2 separate regions of the Mus musculus genome follow, and region 1 is linked to region 2. A link is a contact called in public HiChIP or PLAC-seq data. All regions are on one chromosome and are shown on one strand. Each heading gives the region's core, a stretch centred on a gene start, on an enhancer-like site or on the middle of the called end of the contact. The rest is flanking DNA. Distances are from core to core; before and after follow the strand shown.

The links. HiChIP or PLAC-seq counts read pairs in DNA pulled down with a chosen protein or histone mark.
Region 1: an H3K27ac HiChIP or PLAC-seq map of embryonic stem cells shows a contact between it and region 2, with 4 times the contacts expected there. The contact joins the promoter of Adgrg6 here to the enhancer-like site in region 2. A contact is called at or near these places in 2 of 39 promoter capture datasets (hippocampal neurons and liver), 1 of 115 datasets of contacts at active chromatin or transcription factors (embryonic stem cells) and 1 of 9 other capture datasets (adipose tissue).

Annotation. Positions count from the first base shown.
Region 1 is chr10:14,543,234-14,546,712 of GRCm38.p6, reverse strand. It overlaps Adgrg6 (adhesion G protein-coupled receptor G6), which reads left to right and starts at 1,677. Exons shown (of 25, transcript NM_001002268.3): 1 at 1,677-1,799. The coding sequence starts at 1,798.
Region 2 is chr10:13,106,544-13,109,837 of GRCm38.p6, reverse strand. All of the region lies in intron 2 of Plagl1 (pleiomorphic adenoma gene-like 1), which reads right to left. Among named protein-coding and RNA genes, the nearest start is that of Hymai, 17 kb to the right of the region's middle. Within about 2 kb of position 1,682, at least 58 of the 459 cell types and tissues checked have an H3K27ac peak or open chromatin away from gene starts, as enhancers often do. A contact at or near this core is called in embryonic stem cells, where this site is marked.

The DNA.
Region 1 (3,479 bases), core at 428-2,927, 1.4 Mb before region 2:
GAGAGTCTCTAAACCTTAGACTCGAACCCTGATCATTTCTGAATAATTAGTGCAGACTATGCCTCCCTGGACCTATTTCTCTACCTGTAAAACCAAAACCATCTCAGCTTTCCTTAAATGAAGCAGTTTGATTCTTTATTAATTCTACTGTGTTTTTTTTTTTTTAAACGTTAAAATAAATACTGATAAAAATCAAAAGAACACAGGCTGGATCAGAAGTAGTCTAGATTGCTGGCGGCTTTCCAGCTTCCTCTTTCTTTTGCCTGAAACTATCTGTCCTCAGTCCTGTTTTACCTCTTTGCCTCCTACCCCAACCCTTCTCTACCACTAGCCAATCAGGGTTAATCTACTTTTATGGCTTTTGTGTGTGTGTGTGTGTGTGTGTGTGTGTGTGTCTACAAGGAAAGCCGTACTGCCTCACTCTGAATGGAACCAAGTCTGGAAAGGCCGCCGCCCCTAGCACTCTGAATTTAGTCTGGTAAGGCACAGCGCAAGGGACCCTCTGCTGGAGCGCTTCCCTGTCTTTTAGCAAGTGGGTGTGCCTATATCCCTTGCAAAGCAGTTTCTCAGGAGAAGCATTGCCTGGCTGTCTTGACTTCCCCTAGTGAGCGGCTGCACTTGTATTAGTAAATTAATTCCACTCAAACAGAAAAAAAAAAAAGTTAAATTTAAAGGAGGCATATCGCCCCAAACCTCTCAAGCCCTCCTCCACCTTTCCCTCATTAAATACCCTTCCCCCTGTCTTTCTTTCTTTTCTTTCTTTCTTTCTTTCTTTCTTTCTTTCTTTCTTCCTCTCTCTCTCTCTCTTTTCTTTTCCATTTTCTTTTCTTTTCTTTTCTCTTCTCTTTTTCTTTTCTCTTCTCTTCTCTTCTCTTCTCTTCTTTCCTTCCTTTCTCTCCCTTCCTTCCTTCCTTCCTTTCTTCCTCTCTCTCTCTCTCTCTCTTCTTTTCTTTCTTTCTGGAGGAAAATTGAGGGGACGGGCGGGGGGGGGGGGCGGAGGAGGAAGAACTAAGAAAGGGAAAAGTAAGGGACAGCCCGGGTTCTTGGCAGCGTTCAGAACACATGCCCACTGGCGCGCCTGCGTTCGGAGCTCCTTCACCCAAGCTCTGCGGGTTTCTGCTCTCGCGGCCCGCGGGTGACCTCGGGGTCAGCGGGGTCCCCTCCCCGGAGCTGCTTCTGGCTCTGTGCCAGTCTTCCAACCCCGCCGCCCGCGCCGGTCCCGCCCCGCGTGGCGACTTCTCCCTTTGCCTCTGCCCTCGGGTGGCCGGCCCTGGGTGGGGCAGCTGCGCCTGCAGGACGGTCCTCTGTCCTCTGAACGCCTAGAGCTGGGGCCACCCGGGGGGCGCGCCGAGCCGCACCTGAGCCTCAGGGGGAAACGGACGCCAGCGCTGCGCCGCGACTGGCCGCAGGCTCAGGAGCCTGGTGATCTCAGCCTCTCCAAGCCCCGCAGGCCGGGATCGGACGCCACCCGCTCGCCGGAGCCCTTCGTCCCAACTCTTGTGAAAGTTCTTCGCCCGGGCGGCAGAACCTGCCGCGGTCAGCCGCTCCCCCGCGCGCCGGACCTGATCTTGAACTCCACGGCGCGCGCCCCGGGTCCACCTTGCGCCGCCCCTTGCGCAGGCGACGAGCAGCTGCCGGGAAACCCTATGAACTCTCGAGAAAGGGCGTGACGAAGGGTCCTGCGGGTCGCGGTCCCGAAAGCCGGGATCTTCTTCGGTGGAGCTTGAGGGCAACAACGCAGAGAGCGCTGGAGGATGAGTGTGCGGCCTCTGGGAATCTCCACACGGTAATGCCAGCATGTAAGTCGCCTTCCAGGTTGGAGCCCATCGCACCTCCATCTGTGTCCCCTTCACCACTTTAGAGCAGCGCTTCCTAGAAAGGTACCAACTGCAGTAAGAGAAGCTTCAGCGTGCCTCCTCGAGGCACCCGGGACTGGGTATTGCCAAACAGAGCCGGAGCATGTGTGTGTGGCTTTCTCCCCTAGAGAACCCTTTCTCCCCTAGAGAGTTAAACCTCACTTTTGGGCAGTGGAAAAAATAAGAATGGCAGGGTTTTGATTCAGGTTAAACAAGTAGGAACGCACTGTGTATCTGTCTTCAGGGTCCTGGTCCTGTCAAGCCAGCATTCCCGGGATCAACACCTAGGGTCTGGGAAGGTACTGCCAGCGAGACATTGGCTTTCAGCTGTCATTTTTGCCTGTAGAAGTCCTTCTTAGACCTCATAGATATTTAAATGAGTTTTTTATCCAGTTGTAACCTCCCACCTCTCGCCGTTTTCTTTGAAGAACTCAGAAAAGTGTTCTCAGTAGAAGATGTTGATTAACAAGTAAATAAGGAATGATGGAGGCTTCCGGTAGAATTACAAGTAGGAGGCACTGGAGGAGAGGGTGAGACAGAAAAAGCATGAAGGTTTTGCCTGGATGGAACTACCATCCAAGTTGTGGGATGGCTCAGAGGGACCTGGTGAAAGAGCAGCCTCCGCAGTTCCTGGCCTTCCCAACTGGTCAGTGATTCTCAGAAGGGTCACACTTATCTTTGCGGTGAACTTAAACGTTGTTGCCTTTTTTCACACTGTAATTATTCCCTCGGCCATTTGCTTTATTCTTGGGCCATCAACTTGGCAGACGTTTAACCCCCTTCCACTAACTTGTTGAAGAGGTATAACAAATTGATACTTCCCTCACTCCATTACTCCATCCTTACTTATTTCCACTTCAATTTCCTCTTCCAGGTTACCACCAAGCATCTTGAGTCTTTATTTCCCTTCGCTGCTCTGTCCTGTCTGCATCCCCAAACGCGTTTTTAAGGTGGGAGACAGAACAGAGCATACCAACCACACCCGCCATGCCGCAGCTCTGATCTCTGCTCTGTGCCTTGTAATGAATACCACTTATTTTTATTAAAACTCCATGTGAAGTAATGCCACACCTGTGACTTTTACAGTTTTGCTTCTGCCAGTGGAATGGACGAATGGATAACTTGTAAGCGTTTGTCTTGGGAAACAGCCAGCCTTGTAACATAAGACTGGTTCGCCTATGCAGGCAACAGGTTTGGAATGACTGCTAAGTTTGTTTCCAACTTCAGTTTTTCCTGCAAACATACCCTGACTTTTCACTGGAGATGTTTAGGCAGCCTCCCCAGGTATAGAGACCTCATGGGATTAAAAGCACACACACACACACACACACACACACACACACACACACACACACACACACACTACTGATCAACCAGTAATGATAACACTCTCGCAATTTGGATTAAGTGTGATTAAATTTATGTCTTCTCAGGTTGAGTCATGAGCAAACAATCATTCAAAGCTTTTTGTCCTTGATTTAAATTTCTTTACCAAATTCTTTTGCTGGAAATATTTTCTCTCTTTCAAGATGGTTATGCGTATTTTCTGTGCAGTTGTTTGAGACAGCTTAACCCATTTTAGCCAAGTTAGACTACATGGAGATAATGCCAAGCTACCCAAGG
Region 2 (3,294 bases), core at 433-2,932:
GATCTACCTAGTTAGAGTGCAAGCCCCTTGGCAGAGAGTTGATGTGAGAATAATTCAGCAATTGGGTGTGATTTAGGGTCCTATGAAATCAAAGTGGCTGCACAGGATAAAATTCTTCCTCAGTTTCCACTTGGGGGTAGATAGGCAGCAATGCCAGTGAGAGGAGGGGGGGAGGTTTTATTCTGTATTATCAGCATATCATAGAATTAAATCATCTCAACTGCAGCTTTATCTGTCTCAAGTGATAATTTCAGTCAAGGGAAAGTCTACAGAACTCTTAATTAAAAGCCTGGTCATCTTCTTAGGGAAAATATCTACACATGACACTCACTAAGAATCTTTTAGAAAGGAACGATATCAGAGGTTGGCCCCAAAAGGGACATTGCCCTATGCTTTTAAATGCCTCCTCTAGAGGGGCTGATGGAGGCTCGCAAACTTATGAAGGCAAAAAAAAAAAAAAAAAGTGTTTGATAATACGCCATAAAGGAACAGCAACAGCATTGATCAGGTTCAATAGACCAATCAGGTTTTCCTAAAATGTAGCATTTGCAGTGGAAGCCTGGTTAAGTAGTTACATTCATAGGATGTACAGAGAGCCATCAATCCCCATTCATCCAGCCACATTTACTGAGCCAAGAACTTTGCTGGGCTTGAAGATATAAAAATGAATAGGACACAGCTGCTTTACCTCTAGCTAAAAGAATACACCTAAACAAAGAGCTCTGGGGGACGTGTTAAGTGCTGTGGTTGAGGTATGCACAAAGGGCTGGGGCCAAAGGAGGGAGCCATAAATTCTTTCTGGGAAATCAAGCATCAGGCCAGTGAGGGAAGAGAGCTAAGAAAGGGTGGGGTATTTCCTTGCCATAAACCAGAGCTCCTACTTTACCATGTTCTGAAAAGGAAGGTAGTTAATTTTAAGATTTACAAACTATTGTTACTCCAGGAGCTATCTCCGTCCACTGTCTGTCGCATTTGTTTCCGACACACTCTGCGGACATTCTCAGCAGTTCTGGGACTAGAAAAAAAAAAAAAACTCCATGATGTGTAATCATTGTATCCCTGCAATAATCACAAGACAGAATGGGTCCCCGCCATGAACTTAGATCTCAAGTTCAAAGATGTTTTGAAACAAACAAATGAAAAACAAACTTTGAAGGAGCCAGCCATGCCATTAATGCTTCTTCTTGGTGGAAAGAAAGGAGGGGATCACCTGATTATATCATGGTTCGCATTTGTCTTTCTGTCTGGGTTTTAAAAAGAGAAGGGCACGTTGAATGGCCGGCTACTTGCCGTCATTCATTATGCATACCATATTCCTACTTATAGCATAGTTGGGACAAAACCCCCATTGTTCATTACACACTAGCCCCAAACTTGAGTCATTCTAATGTAAGCATGAGAAACTCCCGGCTCCTTTGGGGTGAATTTCCAAATTCCTCTGTGTTAAATTGAGGTCTAATTTTTCCTGTGCCTGGTTTTCACAAGAAGGTCCATTCCACCCCATGCGCTCCCTTTCAGCTGTCAATAAACAGAGGCAGTGAATTCCCCACAGCTTTACAAAGCTAGTTAGGCAGACCCATTCACTCCTTCAGGAAAACAGCGCATTGATTTCAGCCAGTTCCCAGGGTGCAGCAGGAACAAAGAGATCAAAGGCCCACCTCTCTCTCCCTCTAAAGCTTTCATTAAGGCCCAGCCCAGACAAACTGCGACAGGTCTCCTTGAGACCAGGAGAGGGCCGGGCAGACCACCTCATGGTTCAATTCAAATTCATCTGTTTCCTACATTCCAGTGACAGTCCAGAATGCTAACCGTGACAAAACGATACAATCGGCTGGCATAATATACTGCTCACTAGTTCATCCAAGGTCAGGGGGAGAAGAGAGGCCTGGAGGAAAGTCCTAGGTTTCTAGATCCTGCTGGGCCTCAATGGCTCCCTGACATTCCATAAATAAACTTCTTCTCTCTCGCTCTCCCTTTCTCCTTCCATGGTATCTTTACGAATGGTGATCCACTTAACCGTCTGAAATTTCTTTTCTCCACTGAACCCAAACTCTCTGGAAAGTTTCTTCCCAACCTAACAGTTGTATAGGTGTGGTGGAAGGTCCCCCGACCAGCCCCTTATCAATCCACTCCTGTGTTCCAGCAAAGCCCCTACACTGTACAAGTTCCTGGTTACTTCAAGTGAAAAGTGTAATTTCTAACTTCTAGACGTTCCCGAAGGCACCGTCCCCAGGGAAGGCCACACAGCTCAGAGAAGAGTATAGTTTGTATAAATTCTGTTTGCTAAACAGAAATAGGAACAGGGGCGAAACAGTTACCTTTTTTTTCCCCTTTAACTTGGGGAATCTAGCTGGGTAGCCAGGTCCTAAATAGTGGTCTCTGTGTGAAGGAGTGTTTGCACGTTTGTGGGAGTGAAGAGGGCTAGCCAGGGGCAGGGCGAACCAACAGAGTCTGAAAGAAAATATGTTTTCCCAAGGGGGGGTTACCTCTATTAAACAAACATAATTAAAAGGGTTTCTAAATTTGCCCTTGAATTCAGAACTGCTCCTTTGAGGCGACCTTCACCAAACCCTGTAATGAAATGTGTTCGTGTCTGTCACTCATCCTGAGTAAACAGGAGAGATGGCTTACCTTTCAAAATTCCTAAACCGAAGAGAAAATAAACAATATTGGAACTAAAGGTATGGAAAACCCACTTCTTGATGCAGAACACACCCTTCCCACATGCCCAGTTCCAAGCTTCAGTACTGTCCTAGGGCTCACCACAGATTTCCTGAGCCCTGAATTCACTGATTCTTGTCTATCTTTAACTACTACAGAGGTACCACAGAGAGTAGTCAACAGCCCTCTGTGAAAGGCTTCCACTTATTTTCAAGGTTAGACAGGAATGAGCTTTAAAAAGGCCAAAGTGGCGATTGTGATAGCACACGCTGGTAATCTCAGCATGGCCCTCAGACGCTCACAGTGTTGGGTCACGAGTTCAAGGCCAACCCTAGGCTCAATAACGAGAGCCTCTCTCAGAAAACTAAAGAAGGAGAAAAAGAGACAAAAGGGGAAGGGAAGAAGATGATAAAGGCAGGGAGGGGAGACAGGTGCCTGTGACAAAGACAAGTGACTGTTTTATCAAGAATGTTAAGCTAAATCTGTCCATTGACGTACTTTAGGTTAAGGGGTTACACTAACATCTCTGTTTTCCTAGTCTTCTGAAATGGAGACAAAAATATCTGTCAGGAATTTCTTTACAAGGTACTGTGAAATTAGCATGCCTCCAAAGCTTGCTCATGACAGGAAGCT